Linked DNA regions of Mus musculus: regions 1 and 3 are each linked to region 2. The links are chromatin contacts, called in public Hi-C and HiChIP or PLAC-seq maps. All regions are on one chromosome and are shown on one strand. Each heading gives the region's core, a stretch centred on a gene start, on an enhancer-like site or on the middle of the called end of the contact. The rest is flanking DNA. Distances are from core to core; before and after follow the strand shown.

Region 1 (2,700 bases), core at 158-2,657, 200 kb after region 2:
TGCACTTGTTGCTTGCAGGAAGCAGCCCAAGCAGTTTCTCATCACTAATACCAGACCCCGTTACTGAGCTCAGACTGGTAAAGAAAACGTTCAGGCCCACACAGCTGGTGGGTCACCTTTTTGCCCCTCACTCACTTCAGGGAAAGAAACTGTGCCTCCCCCGTCCCAGGATATCTTCTGGGACATTTTCTTCTAGACATTAGGCAAGGTTGAGGTCTGTTATCCTCAGAATCAGTTTCCTTTAAAATGTAGCTTCTGAATTTTTTTTCCCCCTTAGGTAAACTCTCACCAAGTTCTGTGATATTTACTCCTAAGGAGATTTGCATTGTGACAAAAGACTTAAAGTGACTCCTGGGCTAGATGGAGTCCTTGTAAGCTATTGTTTTTTGTTTTTACCACTTACATGGGATGCTTGTATGTTATTTCTTTACTTTCTTACCCATTACATGTATGTGATGCTGTGTGCTATTGTTCTTCTGTTTTTACCCACCACATACATGGGATGCTGGTATGCTATTGTTTTCATATATGTGTGGGAGGGAGGATTGGCACACAATTAGTATTTACAGTGTGTTTACCTTTTAAAGTACTGCTAAACGGGTTGTGCTAATGAAGAGTTGATTAACATTTTTTATTATTTGGTTGCTTTTAGAATACACCTGCCAGATGATTAAAATGAGCCTAATTTAATCAGCATGGTACTGTACACCAGAGATAATTTAAGCTAATGTCAAGGACATCTTCATCTATCCTGCAGAAGATGCTAAAACAATGAACAGAGCAACAAACACTTCAGAAAATGTTTGAAGCTTCCTGGCTGTGCCCCAGTGGATATTTAAAACCCGCCCACCCCCTTTTCTTTCCTTTTGTATGCAAATTAATCTGATAGTCGTTTTGTAATGTAACATGGGGCTTAGATTTTTATAAAACAAATTGACTGACCTTGGGTCTTTTGCTAATATTGGCTCGTGGTTGTCAGTGTGCGCACTGACCGTTCAGTATGTGTCATCTCCAACTTTCAGTGAGGACTTTGAATAGAAAGTATGTTCTGGTGCCATGGGGAGGGGGGTGTTTGAGACTAGATCTATATGTAATGGCTTATCTGTACTTGACTATACTCCTGCTTCAGCCTCCCGAACACTAGTAGGACAGGCTTGCCACCCACTCCCCACGATTGGTGCCTTTGAACTTGAAAATAAACCAATTTTTCCTTTTCATCTTAGGTCGCCCGTTTTCATTTTATCTGCCCATCTCCACATCTTAATAGAGTCGTGTGAATCTCCTTTATCCTTTGAAGCAGTTAAACTTCTCTTTATTTTCCGGTCATGCTTTTAGAGGGAGCTAAGTTGCCAGTGGGTGTCTTGTTCAAACAGTGAACTCTGCACTCCCAGGATTTACCGACTCCCAAGTGAGTTCCCCATAGATGTGGCAGGTTGCCTTGGAAACAGGCTGGTTTCTGCACTGAAAGTGCTGTCTTGTATTAAGTGCAGAATGATGCTCTGCTGACCTCTATTGCTTCCTCCCAGGTCTGACACAGAGTTGAGGTTTTCTGTGACTTTGTTCTTGTGACTGACTCAACAACAGCTTCGTTCACCTTTTTTTTTTTTTTTTTTTTTTTTTTTTAACAACTTGGTTAACCAGTCTCCAAAATGTGGAACAAAGTGATTTTTCACATTTCTAATTTGTGTTTGAGCATTAATTGCCCCCCCCCCCCAAATAAAAAACACCAAAGTTTTAGAGTGACTAAGACTAAACTGGCAGGAAATTTTTGTGACTTATCTCCTTTATATATGTTCCTGGATAGACTGTATACACTCTGAGTTTCCAGACATAGATGGAAGTCACTTATACTCTCAAAGACCTCTGATCCAGCACAGCCTGCCAAGTGTAGCCTCTAGCAAGAAGGGAAGTGCCCCAGGACAGTGAAACAGGCGGGCTTCTGGCTCAGGGATCTTCAGTAGCTTAAGAAGTAAAGGAATAAAGCAAGTCTTCCTAAGGATCATGGCTTTGGTCTTTATAATCTCTTGAAAGAGGGATACTCACTTACAGGCAGAGGGAGACAGCTTGGGGAGTTCTTTCATAGACCTCTACTGAGGGAAAGCTGGAGTAACCACTTTTATCAAGAAGAAAATTTCAGGCTGAGCTAGTGTGAAGCAGAGTGGAGTTTGTTAGGAAAATGATGTAACGTTTCTGAAATCTTTCAGAAAATGCTTTCATCCAGATTGAAACTGGAATAATGAGAGACAGACTCAGACAGACTCAGGGGAAGGTCAATAAACACTGTACATGCATCTGGTCTTCTTAAGACAGCTGTATTTTAAGGATAGCTCTGTATATGATTTTGTCCACCTTTGAAGTTACATTGTTCAAAGTATTAGAAAGGTTAAATAACAATGTTTCGCTAGACACTGAAGTATAGAGAATTTCCTTTAGGGAATCAGATTGTGAAGGTAAAGGGTACATTGTATTACACATGTTGCAAATGAGTAAAGAATGTAGGCTAAAGATACAGAGGTATAGAAAAGTCACAGAACTTCTTCCTACACTTAGGCAATAAGGAGAGAAGAAATGTTTTGACTGGAAGCATGGTCCATAGTCTTGTTCGTAGAGAAATATATGGTGTGGAGATTGAATTAAAAGTCACAAGTTTAGGCTTTTGTGTGGTTCCCTGGTTGTTCTGATACTCTTATTTGAGGGTTC
Region 2 (2,700 bases), core at 164-2,663:
CCATGGACACAAGTATTGCTAAGATCCCAAACAAGAAAACCTCAGCAGGACTCACCGACATAGTGCGACCAGCACAGGCACTGGTAGACAAGTTGAATGATAGATATAGCCATGTAGAGATAATAAGAGTCTTTCCCATGGCTATGTGCACGCAAGAGTTCTCTTGTGGACTTTGGGAGGGTGAATTCTTGACGGACCCCTGAAAGGACGATACATTTGCTGGGACCAGTGATCATCGGATGGACTGAGAGCAGTCAGAAGGGAGAAAATGTGATGTTTCCTCTGACCTAGAGCCGCATGGCCAAGGAGACTGTGCAGGAGTCTAAAAAGCCAAGGGATTTCTTTGTTTTGCTTATTATTTTTAAAAGAAAGGAGGGATGGATGGAGAGCCCTCAGCACCAGCTGTAGATGCTCAAATTCTGGGGACCACAGGAGTTTTAATAGGCTTAAAATATCATGCAAATTAACTGTCAAACTGAACTTACTGTATTGTGTGGGACAAACTCAGGTCAACAGCGACTCTCTTGAAGTTTGCCATTCTTTGAAGACAACATTTATTTAAGGATCACATTTTCTAAGTAAGTCAGAAAGCAGCTTCAGTCACTTCTCTAGACTTGGTCCACTTTGTTATTAAACACCTTAGAGTTTGCTTATCACCCACTCCCTGTGGAGTTGGGGGTGTGTCAGTGCCTGAGTTTTGAGGCAGCCTTAGCAGCGAGGGAATAGCCTATCTAGAACAGCCTTCCCTCCGAGCGTTCGTACTGTGTTTTTTTTCAGAGGGTTTTAGGTTGCTTAGATTGAGGAATTTTCAAGAAACAGATGTATTTGAACTGCGGTGTTAAGTCCTGCTTATTTAAACAAGTGGGTCACCAAGAAACTTTAAGGTAAATAGTGGCCTCAAGAGGAAGTACCAGGGCGTCCACGCGTCTTCAACCTCTCTCGGGAGCAGCCAATTAATCTCTGCTACAGAACAGCGCCGCCCGGCCTTGCACCGGAGCCAGGCACTTAGGATAGAAACCCTGCTTTGCCTGACCTGGAGCTTCCTATCTTCGCCAGCGCGACTCGGTGGCTCTCGGGCTCTAAAGGCGTCTCCGAGCTTAAACTGCTTTCTCCCAGGAAGGGGATTAAAAGTCACAAAGAAAGGAAGAGGACCTCGCTGGAGCCCTCTGGGGGCGTGGGTGGGGCGTCCCGGAGTGGGCCTCCCACTGCAGCCTACGGCAAGTGGGCTGGAGGAGGACGCGCCCTGCCCCGCGCTGGCCCGAGCACAGCGCCGCGGGCTGCGACGCGCTTCGCCGTGCGGTGAACCGAGCGGCCGGGCAGCGGCGGAGGCCTCGGGGCGCCCCGCCCTGCGCCTCCTCCTGCCGCCTGCGCGCGGTGCTGTGCGCCCAGCCCGTCGCTGCTCCTCCTCCCTGCCTCGCCGTCCCCTCCTCGGAGTCCCGACTGAGCGCGAGCGCCACACGGCCCCGGGCCGCCGCCGAGCGCGCCAAGACGCCGAGACGCCGAACAGGTGGCCGGAGGCTGCAGGCGCCCGGGCGGGGACAGGCAAGGCCAGGCGAAGGCGGCCGGGCTGGACATGGTAGCCGGGCAGCTCTGTGCGGCCGCCTGCTCGCGCCTCTAGCCGCCGGCGCGCCGGCGCAGCGGCCCCACCGCGCCCTGCGTACAGTCTCCCGGCCCAGCGCCGCTCCGGCCACGGACAGCGAGGGACGGCGGCATGAAAGTGACCGTGTGCTTCGGGAGGACCCGGGTGGTCGTGCCGTGCGGAGATGGCCGCATGAAAGTTTTCAGCCTCATCCAGCAGGCGGTGACCCGCTACCGGAAGGCCGTGGCCAAGGTGAGTGGCCTGGGGCGCGCGGCGGGGAGCGGACGGGGGAAAGGCGCGGGGATCAATATGGCGCTTCCTGGAGACGGAGGAGGGAGACCGGGAGGCGGGGAAAGGGAAAGTGCCGCAGCCGACGGCCTCGCCGGCGCCCCCGGCCCGGACCCGCGGCCGTAAAGTTCTCGGCGCGCTCCGGCTGGGCCGCGATCGCCACCCTCACGGTCCCTGGACACTGTCTGGGTCCTCCGGGCTTAGGAGTGGACGGCCGGGTGCCCAGAGCCCGCACGGGGCGAGGCAGAGTGCGGCACGCGGGAGGCGCGGCGTTGCCTGGCGGGGCGCCTTTGCCCGACCGTCCGCGGGCCCTGGCAATCCAGCTCCAGGCCTCTCCCGGAGCAGGCCTGTCCCGGAGGGTTGCCCACGGAACTTTGGGGAGTGTGGGAAGAGTTGAGCGATCTGGTACACGCGGGAGCCGCAGCCGGGCCGTGGACCTTCTGTGTTCTTGCGGGATCTCCGAGTCGCGCGTGCAGCCGTGTTTGGGTCGGCCAGGCTCATGGGCTAAGGTGGGGGCGATGGAGTGGCTCCGGTGCTCGGCTCCTTAAAACACCTAAGCCTAGACTCGCTCCTGGAGTCAGAACTCCCTCTGGCTCTCTACCCCTACCTAGCTGGATGTGCTCCAGTGAGGAGCCCGGGCTTCACTGGGCCTGGGGTCGAAGTAGCCTCTATTTCTCTGTTTTCCTCATGGAGAACATTGTCTCCATTAAACCGCATTCCTCCATAATAGGTCAGAAGTGGAAGGGCGTTTTGTAGGTTGTTTTACCCTCTGTGTTTGACAACAGCCCACGCTGAAGTTTCGTTCTAGCACCTGAGGATATTTCCTTTGTATG
Region 3 (2,700 bases), core at 46-2,545, 220 kb before region 2:
CTGCTGTGGTTGACAGCACAGCTCCATCCCTGGCATGTTGTCACCTCCTGAAACAAGAGTGAAAGTCACCGCATCCTCAGCTCCATCCTTGAAGCAGCCTCTGAACCACGCCCCCAAACTGTGGCCCCTCGTGCAGAAGGCCCATGAGGGAACAGAAAGTCTGATGCCTGTCAGTCACTCCAGCACCCAGGTGCAGCTCTTCAAGCTACAGATAACCGTGTGACATCACCCAGCTGTTATTATCAGCACTGTGAGTGTTTACTTCATCTTCAAAGAGAGTTCCAGACTGGTATCTAGTGACTAAGTGGAGGTCAGAGATCCTCTGACATCAGTCATGCCCAGAAGGGACAAGCCCAGTTGCCAGCTCTCGGTGACCATGTGCAAACTTTGAGCTCCTTCCTGCCCAGTGCCTCTCCCAGGCTCCATACATGCCCTGGCCATGAGGCTGTCCCTGATGGCTGCCAGTCACATAGACACGTGGGTGTCACCTTCTATTGTTTTCCAGAGCATTCTCTCTGGAGTCCAAACATTGCCACATTGCCACTGTTGACACCACCTCTTAGAGAGCCTGCCCTTTATGACCCAACACAAGACACAAAAGGCATCAGACTGGTATTTCCTTTACCCCATAGGGATTTTTTATGGGGTTTTTATTTGGTTTCGTTTTTGGTGTGCTTCTGAGAATTGTCCTTTTGTTCTTCCGTTTGGTTGCAAAGAGCACTCTCCAAGGAATTCTGCTCAAAAAAAAAAAAAAAAAAAAAAAATCACACAGCTTTTTACCTGAAGCTTGTATCTCCAGAAGGAGACCTTCACCCACCACCACATCCTCCCAGGAAATAACAGCTTAAAGGACAGATGAACCCGCCATGGGGCCCTACTCCTCGCTGCTAGGCTCTGGGTAAGGTGAGCAGGGGCAGAAAGGCTGCATCTTCATGCTGGGACTCAGGAAGAGCCTCATTGTCTGTCTTAGGCAAGGACCTGCTCATCACACAGCCCAGATGTGAGCAGTTATTAGATCAACACTCCCCATACCACCACCATGGAGGAACCACTGACATTTACCTGGCCCTAGCAAAGGCCACCAAGGCCATGTCTGGGACTTTGAACTTTCAGTCACTCCCTAGTGAGGCCGTGCGTAGTATCGAAAGCCACCATCTTTTACGTTGTCTACCGAGGTAGAGGAAGTTTCTCAAAGACAAGCGATTGGAATCAGAGTTCAGAGGAAGCTGGCGTGAGAGCAAGGGGAGCCCCTGGCCTGCCTATCGCTGTACCAGAAGCTCCAACTGCCTCAACTCACAGCATTCTTACTTGCAGCTACATAGCCCCACCAACATTGCTAGGCTGAGCAGGACCAACCGACCATCTGCCTGGTCATGCAATGTGCAAGAAAAAATAAGAAGAATGTGCTGGAAGGTCAGAGCGCTAACCATCTAAGGCGATGATGGGTAGGCGCCAAGGCCCAGGGACATAGAAGTGTTCTGTAAAGGAGTCCCAAGTCTCCATTGGGTGAGTAATCTCATCTCTGAGCACAAGGAATGCTCTTAGAACAGGTTGTACCTGACCCGCCACAGTCAGCTCTGCACTGTCCGTGGAAATTCCTGGTATGACCATCCTAACCATGTGTTCGTCTTCCTAGTACTGCATCACCAACCTAAGGATTGACTGAAGCCCAGGGAGATGACCTCACTACCCATCACCAGAAGAGACTCTCAAACCCAGCTGCCCCTTCAGAGCTGACTCCTGGCATAAGGATGCCCTGATCTGGGCACAGCCCCAGAAACCTATCCCTGGACTCTGTCCGTTGACCACAGGAAGAGCTCCAGTTGAGTCAAAGGGGAGTCTGGCTAGTGGTAGGGCTGCAGGATCCAGCTTAATCCCCTTACTCATCTAAAAGGTCACTGAAGGGGCAGCGGCCTTAAGGGGCAGATCATCAGTGTTGACTACAAGTTCAAAGAATCCACAGAAAGCCACACAGTGCCCCCTGGCTCCAACCTCAGAAATGGAGCCGACCCTGACTCAGAGAGGAAACAAAGGCTGACTCACTCACCCTCCACTTCCTCCTTTTGCCCAGCTCAGCCAAGACCAGCACTGGCTTCCAGCGACAGACAGGTGACCACTACTTGCAAACCTGCAAGGGGGAGCACAGGCTCACTCTGCCAAGGACCACCAGACCTCGATTTACTACTGCCCTCACCCTCTGTATCTTCCACACAGTGCATGGCTGGTAATGGCGCTGTCCTGTCTTGTCCTGCCTTGACCTTGGCTGTGTTATTCTTCACTTCCCTGTTCAGCGCACAGCCACACTTTCCAAACATCATGAATCATCAGTACAGAGCAACGGCCACTTAGTAAAGCAGGAAACCACTGCACGCCAGGCCTGGACAGAGCAGTTCCCTGCTCTGGCCTCTCCTGTCCCCTGATCACTGTGACACAAAGCCACAGTGGAGGTCCCAGGGACTATTGCACCACTGGGTATTCAACCCCTACACCATCAGCCCTTATACTGGGCAGGATCTTCCTAGCTGAGCCTTCCCTGCCTGAGCTGGCTAAAGTGAAGCTGGTATCTTCCAGTCTCAGAGGGAGGGAAAGAGGTCAGGTCATTCAAAACCCTGGCTGTTAGAAAGACTGTATCCGGTAGACAGCAGAGCCATCAAACAGACATGGGGCTTCCTCTTGCAGCCTTGCAGTTATGAACAAAGG

Evidence for each region. Hi-C and Micro-C count contacts between places; a contact is called where the count stands out from the background. HiChIP or PLAC-seq counts read pairs in DNA pulled down with a chosen protein or histone mark.
Region 1: a Hi-C map of the N1E-115 cell line shows a contact between it and region 2, with 2.9 times the contacts expected there. The contact joins the enhancer-like site here to the promoter of Pard3 in region 2. A contact is called at or near these places in 1 of 484 Hi-C or Micro-C datasets (the N1E-115 cell line), 2 of 115 datasets of contacts at active chromatin or transcription factors (cardiomyocytes and embryonic stem cells) and 1 of 9 other capture datasets (liver).
Region 3: an HNF4G HiChIP or PLAC-seq map of pancreatic cancer cells shows a contact between it and region 2. The contact joins the promoter of A630001O12Rik here to the promoter of Pard3 in region 2. A contact is called at or near these places in 2 of 39 promoter capture datasets (both in liver), 2 of 115 datasets of contacts at active chromatin or transcription factors (embryonic stem cells and pancreatic cancer cells) and 1 of 9 other capture datasets (liver).

What each region holds. Positions count from the first base shown.
Region 1 is chr8:127,267,359-127,270,058 of GRCm38.p6, forward strand. The region is part of intron 2 of Pard3 (par-3 family cell polarity regulator); the gene reads left to right. Among named protein-coding and RNA genes, the nearest start is that of Gm9909, 190 kb to the right of the region's middle. Within about 2 kb of position 1,408, at least 33 of the 459 cell types and tissues checked have an H3K27ac peak or open chromatin away from gene starts, as enhancers often do. A contact at or near this core is called in the N1E-115 cell line, where this site is marked.
Region 2 is chr8:127,062,643-127,065,342 of GRCm38.p6, forward strand. Pard3 (par-3 family cell polarity regulator) reads left to right here and starts at 1,414. Exons shown (of 25, transcript NM_001309391.1): 1 at 1,414-1,831. The coding sequence starts at 1,712.
Region 3 is chr8:126,847,725-126,850,424 of GRCm38.p6, forward strand. It overlaps A630001O12Rik (RIKEN cDNA A630001O12 gene), which reads left to right and starts at 1,296. Exons shown (of 2, transcript NR_151740.1): 1 at 1,296-1,506; 2 at 1,637-2,700. All of the region lies in intron 1 of Gm31718 (a long non-coding RNA gene), which reads right to left.